Linked DNA regions of Sus scrofa: region 1 is linked to region 2. The links are chromatin contacts, called in public HiChIP or PLAC-seq maps. All regions are on one chromosome and are shown on one strand. The core of a region is the stretch at or near the end of the contact, and the rest is flanking DNA. Distances in the headings are between cores, read along the strand shown. Region 1 overlaps NFATC3 (nuclear factor of activated T-cells, cytoplasmic 3). Region 2 holds the start of NFATC3 (nuclear factor of activated T-cells, cytoplasmic 3).

Region 1 (3,062 bases), core at 375-2,874, 49 kb before region 2:
ACCATTCCCCCTGTGGCTCAGTGGTTAACAAACCCAATTAGTATCAATGAGGATGCCGGTTCACTCTCTGGCCTTGCTCAGTGGGTTAAGGATCCGGCACTGCCATGAGCAGTGGTGTAGGTCGCAGATGCAGCACGGATCCAGTGTTGCTGTGGGTGTGATATAGGCTGGCAGCGGTAGCTCTGATTTGACTCCACACCTGGAACTTCCATATGCTGTGGGTGCAGCCCTAAAAATAAAAATAAAATAAAATAACATAAACCATGAGACCAATAAAGTGATAAAATATCAAATGACTGGAAAGTGGAGCCAAGGAACCAAATTAAAATTCAAAACATGGACTTCCGGAGTTCCTGTTGTACTGCAGTGGAAATAAACCTGACTAGTATTCATGAGGATGCAGGTTCAATCCCTTGCCTCACTCAGTGGGTCAAGGATACGACATTGTGGTGTAGGTTACAGATGCAGCTTGGATCCCACGTTGCTGTGGCTGTGGCATAGGCCAGCGGCTGTAGCTGCCATGTGACCCCTAGCCTGGGAACTACCATACGCCACGAGTGCAGTCCTTTTTAGACAAAAACAAAACAAACAAAAATCAAGGACTTCCCTTGTAGCTCACAACATAACCACACAGCGTTGCTTCTAAAATTCAAAACACAGTCGCAGATCTAAAAGCTAAATTAGAAACAGCAAGTGACAGGGAGTTCCCGATGTGGCTCAGCAGTTCAAACCCAACCTGAATCCATGAGAATGAGAGTTCATTCCCTGGCCCCGCTCACTGAGTTAAGGATCCATGGGTTAAGGATCCAGTGTTGCCTTGAGCTGCCAGCGTAGGCTGCAGACAGGTCAGATCTGGTGTTGCTGTGGCTGTGCCAGGAACTTCCAAATGCCACAGGTTTGACACTCCCCACCAAAAAAAAAAGAAGCAGCAAGTGACAAATATATCAAAAACATCGGAGTTCCCGTCGTGGCGCAGTGGTTAACAAATCCGACTAGGAACCATGAGGTTGCGGGTTCGGTCCCTGCCCTTGCTCAGTGGGTGAACGATCCGGCGTTGCCGTGAGCTGTGGTGTAGGTTGCAGACGCGGCTCGGATCCCGCGTTGCTGTGGCTCTGGCATAGGCTGGTGGCTACAGCTCCAATTTGACCCCTAGCCTGGGAACCTCCATATGTCGCGGGAGCGGCCCAAGAAATAGCAAAAAGACCAAAAAAAAAAAAAAAAAAAGGAAGTCTTAAAAAAAAAAAAAAATCACAATAAATGATTTAAAAAGACATTAAAATATCCAGAGAAAAGAACATAGATATGGAGGATGGACAAAGACAAGTCAAGATCTGAGGAGCAATTGGAGTCTCTGAAGTAAAGGACAAAACAAATGGAATAGGAAATGTATATAGATACATAATGTAGATTTTCCTTGCAGTAGGGAAGAATCTCAATTTGAAAGGGAGCATCATATGCACTGGGAAACTAAAAGGAACTATCAACATCCAAACATACTCTGGTTAAATCAGTAATTTCAAGTATAATGAATGATTTATTTCTTTAAGAAACAAGTTAGGAGTTCCTGCTATGGTTCAGTTGGATCGACAGCATCTCTGCAGTGCCAAGGACACAAGTGCAATCCCCAGCCCAGAACAGCAGGTTAAAGGATCCGGCATTGCCACAGCTGTGGTGGAGGTCACAACCACAGCTCGGATGTGACTCCTGGCCCAGGAACTCCATATGCCTCAGAGAGGCCAAAAACGGAAAAAAAAAAAGAAAAAGAAAAAAGAAAGGAAATTAGAAAAAAATGTCACTCACAGGGAGAATATAAAACATTGATGATATTGATAATATCCAAAGTGTTAGTCTCCCCTTAAACAGGGAATCAGATATTTTCTTTTTGGCCACATCTGTGGCATATGGAAGTTCCCAGGCCGGGAATCAAACCTGCACCACAGTAGTGACACCATGGGATTCTTAACCCACTATGCCATCAGGGAACTCCTACTTGGAATATGAATCAAATGTTATCTGAGGAATTTAGATTTTAGCTAATTTATTGTTTTATTTGCTCTAGTTTTCTGTATTATTTCGATTTTAAAGAAGCATGTATTGTACATATAAACAACACAGTCATTTTTTAAATCATAAAACAACTATTGAGCATTATAATCTTCTTTCCCCAGAGTTTAACCAGCTGGAGAGTCAGTCCAGGAAGAATATCTTTTAACCTAGCCAAAACAAAACAAACAAATAACAAAAAAAAGAAAAACCTCAATGCAGAAATGCTGCTATATCGACAAGGAGACAAAACCTCAATAGAAGATTTCTAGGTCTGAAAATTTTCTCTTTGGGCTCAATAGTACCTGACTGAATAGACTCTTTCATTAACAGCTGTATGATATCTACAAAATACCAAATCTCATACCTTCACAACAGGATGTCCCCCAGTAGATGCTTTTACAGCTCCTCGGCTACCTTCAGTTTCATAATGGGCTCGATGGTGAGTTTTAGGCTGCACTTCTATTTTCAGTTCACACTGTCCAAAATGAGTTGGTAAAGGCCAGTCTAGTGGAGGTAATGAAGATGTGCTATAAACAAAACACACAAAGACGCATTTCACCATGCTATTATTGTCAAGCAGTGATTCAAATTACTTCTTTGAAAGTACCAACATTTCTTCCTGTGATCTACAAAATGAAGTATTCCCAAAACAACTTCACTTATGGAATTTTCCTTTGGCACAGCTGGTCAATGATCTGGCATGATCACTGCATCAGCTTGGGTCACTGCTTTGGCACAGGCTCGATCCCTGGCCCAGGAATTTTCACAAGCTGCAAGAGCAGCCAAAAAAGACAAAAACCATATAATACTTCATTCAGTAAGTTATAACATTTGCTATGGTGGCTATTTAAAAAATAACTTTCACCTGAAGAATAAAATCAATTTTTATCTACTTTTTCATTTCCGGGTTTTTTTTTTAAAAAGGACAAATTCTAACATTTTATAAAACTGTAAACAGGAGTTCCCACTGTGGCTCAGTGGGTTAAGAACCTGACATAGTGTCTGAGAGGATGCGG
Region 2 (3,111 bases), core at 166-2,665:
AGAACAGTCTGTTGAGCATCAATATCAACATGAAGTAATTCGCTTAATACCCGGAAAGAATAAATGGAGATTAGACATATCCACCTTCCTTCTGAAATTCGCCTGCAAATGCAATAGGAAAACTGAACTTAATGAACCACAGTATTCCAAACCAGGTCACAGGAGAGCTCCAAGTCCCCAGCCATCCTGTTTCTATTTCCTGATTGGTCTGACCTCCAAGCATTATGGTGTCCACTCTTCACAATTCATGATCTCCTTTAAAACATCTTGTGAGGTGAGCTTTTTCTCAAAATAAAAATGTACTTCCAGAACTTTCTAGGAGATTTACGAACAAGGTACTCCACTTCTTAAAATTTTCTGAAACACTTTGCTCAAGAAAAGAAATCGTTTTCAGAAAAGTCCCGTTATAGTTACAGCTCGAATTAAATGTGGGCCATATTAAACTTGCACAAGTCGACGTTAACACTAAGGCATTACTCTCCTACCAAAGTAGATTTAAACAGACATGTGCTGGAATTTTAGAGAACTCCTACACTTCCAGAATGCGCATCGTTCAAATAAAGATTGTTTTTAAAACCTAGAATAGACGAAAAACCAAGCCTGCTTACACTTCATAGGGACATTTCCTCCGCACCACGCTGGCAAAGCAGCGACAACCAGACGCCACTTGGGCAGCAGCCCGGACCCTCAGACTCCAAACCCCGGGCGTCCAGGGGCCACAGCGTCCCGGAGTCGAGTTCCCCTCCAGTTTGCTTCCAGCCAAGCTGCGGCCACTTCCACGTCGCTGCGACCTACACGCCTCCTCAGCAACACACACACACACACACGACAACCAGACCTGGGACAACCAAAGGAATAGGGAGGGGACGAGCTCATGAGAGCGAGAAGAGTAGACGCTCTGCGGTCTCGCCCCGCCCGGCACCCACCTGCAGGCCGCGAGCCCGGGGGTGGCGGCGCCGACGCCCCGTCCTCGCCAAAGACGAGTTTAAAGTCGAGCTCGTCGGGGGCGCCACAATTTGCAGTAGTCATCGGCGTGGCCCAGGGTGCTGCGGCTCCTCCTCAGGCGGCGGCAGCGGCGGCGGCTCCTCAGCGCCGCTTCATGCCGGGCCGCGCCGGCCAGGAGGTCGCAGCTCCACAGCAAACTTTCCGGGCGGGGACCGCGACGCCGAGCGTTTCGTTCCGAACTCTAATACTGGCCGCGGGCCGAAACACCCTAGGAACCCCCGTCACCGCCAGTCGTCGGTGCCCAAGCTGGCACGGTCGCCTTAGACGATATTCCCCGCCCCCCCCACAGCCGCCGCCGCCACCACCACCGGCGCGCTCCCGCGCCTTGCCGCGCGCCCGGCCCCGCCCCCTACCGAGCGCCCATCTGACCTGGCAGCCCATAGGCCACCGGCCTCGCGGGCTAGCCCGACGGCCCCGCCCTCTCACTGCCCTACCGCGTGACTCAGTCCCGCAGAAGGAAGTCACGTGACTAAGGAGCGCTAGCTAGCCCTGCTACCTCTTGGGACTTGTAGTTTGGCCTGTATTCTTTCAACTATTTCTGAAATAGGACCCGGCACCGCGGTATGGGGTCCAAAACGTAATTGGATTGAGGGGCCCACCACCAGCCAATCGGAGAAGATCCCTTTCCTTATTGGGCAGACCCCATGTCGTGGAAGGAGCACAAGAGCCTTGGGATTATGGTTCCATTGACGAGCAACTGTAGGGTTATTCTTGCTGACTGGGTTTGGGGAAGGTATCAGCGCCCGGGAGGGTACGTGGATGTCACATACCCTCACCCCAAGCTCAATGGCGGAATCTGAAGAAGGCAGGGACTGGATCGAGCTTCCACCTAAGGTGGGGCGGAGCCAGAGGAGACCTGGGTTGCGCGAGTCTCAAGTCTGAGCTATCCATCGCTACAGACCCACCCCTGGGGGGCGGGGCCATTGCTCCGCTGGATGAGTCTTTGTCTGTCCCCACCACCCAACCTGGCAGCTGCTCCCTCCAGGACAGTCGGCGCGTTCGAGGCCTCGGCAAAGCCCCATGAGCAAGGTCTGTCCCGTGCTGGAAGTCAGGCAGACTGAATGGGAAAGCCTGTGGTGAACTCGCACCACCCAAGGCGCTCCGTGTCTTCTGCATCTTGTCGCACATCCACGGAAGTCAGAGAGATCGTGCTGGTCGAACCGCGTTAGTGGGGAGGAAATTACACTGTCTGAAGAACAGTTTTCACTCTCGGCCTCTCCCCAGCGGGCGTGTCTTCCCTTGAGACGATCCAAGACGTCTCCTCCTGGGGCTTGGGGTGGAGGCCATGCCCAGGGACGCAGAGCCTGGCTTGTTTACTTAGGCACAAGGTGGACCGAGAGCAGGGAGAGGTGGCAGAGACCAACTCCCCTAGCTCCAGGCCCGGAGGGGCATAGCATCCTTAAAAGTGCACTGCCAGAGTAACCAGGGTGCTGTGGCTCAGAAGCTTGCGTGTAGGTGCAAGAGCCCAAACATATCCCAAAGGCCCTGGAGAAGAGTGCAGAGATGTCTCAATATGTGGACTGGCAACCTGAGCTACCAGGGGACCCTGAGGAGAGCCCAACTAGGCCTAAGGTCAGGAGGACTGGGATCATGCAGAGAGAGCACTTGAGACGTTTATCGTGGATTGGCTCATCCCTGAGGTCATAAAACTTTTCCTGCCCTGTTCTCTGTACTCATACCTGTGCTGGTCCTGGGGACACAGATAAATTAATCTCCCTTCAGGCATCAGGGAGGGGAGGCCAGCAAAGCTATAATCACTGTGCAGAGATTAGGGCTGTGCCAAGAGCTCAGAGAAGGTACATAATCCCCCTGGCTGCAGGCTTCCCAAGAGTCTAGGAGGTATTTGGAGAGATGGACAAGGAGTACAATGGTTCCCTGCAGAGAACAGATATCCAAAGACTCAGAGACCAGAAAGTATATGCAGTGAACAGAAAGCAAAGGTAAGACCAGATGAATGGCCAGAGTGCTGCATGCCACTCCAAGGTATCTGGACTTATTCCTGAGGGCAGTGGGGAGCCATGAAAGGGTTTAGAGCAGCAGACTTCCATGTTCAGAATTCTGAACGAATCACTGAATTGAGTGGAGAGGATAGAAGCAGAAGGTAAC

What was found. HiChIP or PLAC-seq counts read pairs in DNA pulled down with a chosen protein or histone mark.
Region 1: a contact with region 2 is called in an H3K27ac HiChIP or PLAC-seq map of skeletal muscle. The contact joins the enhancer-like site here to the promoter of NFATC3 in region 2. A contact is called at or near these places in 11 of 47 Hi-C or Micro-C datasets (alveolar macrophages, blood, embryonic fibroblasts and 3 more) and 2 of 2 datasets of contacts at active chromatin or transcription factors (alveolar macrophages and skeletal muscle).

Annotation. Positions count from the first base shown.
Region 1 is chr6:28,714,328-28,717,389 of Sscrofa11.1, reverse strand. It overlaps NFATC3 (nuclear factor of activated T-cells, cytoplasmic 3), which reads right to left. Exons shown (of 10, transcript XM_021094122.1): 3 at 2,411-2,573. Among named protein-coding and RNA genes, the nearest start is that of NFATC3, 49 kb to the right of the region's middle. Within about 2 kb of position 1,624, at least 1 of the 83 cell types and tissues checked has an H3K27ac peak or open chromatin away from gene starts, as enhancers often do. A contact at or near this core is called in skeletal muscle, where this site is marked.
Region 2 is chr6:28,664,762-28,667,872 of Sscrofa11.1, reverse strand. It overlaps NFATC3 (nuclear factor of activated T-cells, cytoplasmic 3), which reads right to left and starts at 1,415. Exons shown (of 10, transcript XM_021094122.1): 1 at 927-1,415. The coding sequence starts at 1,029.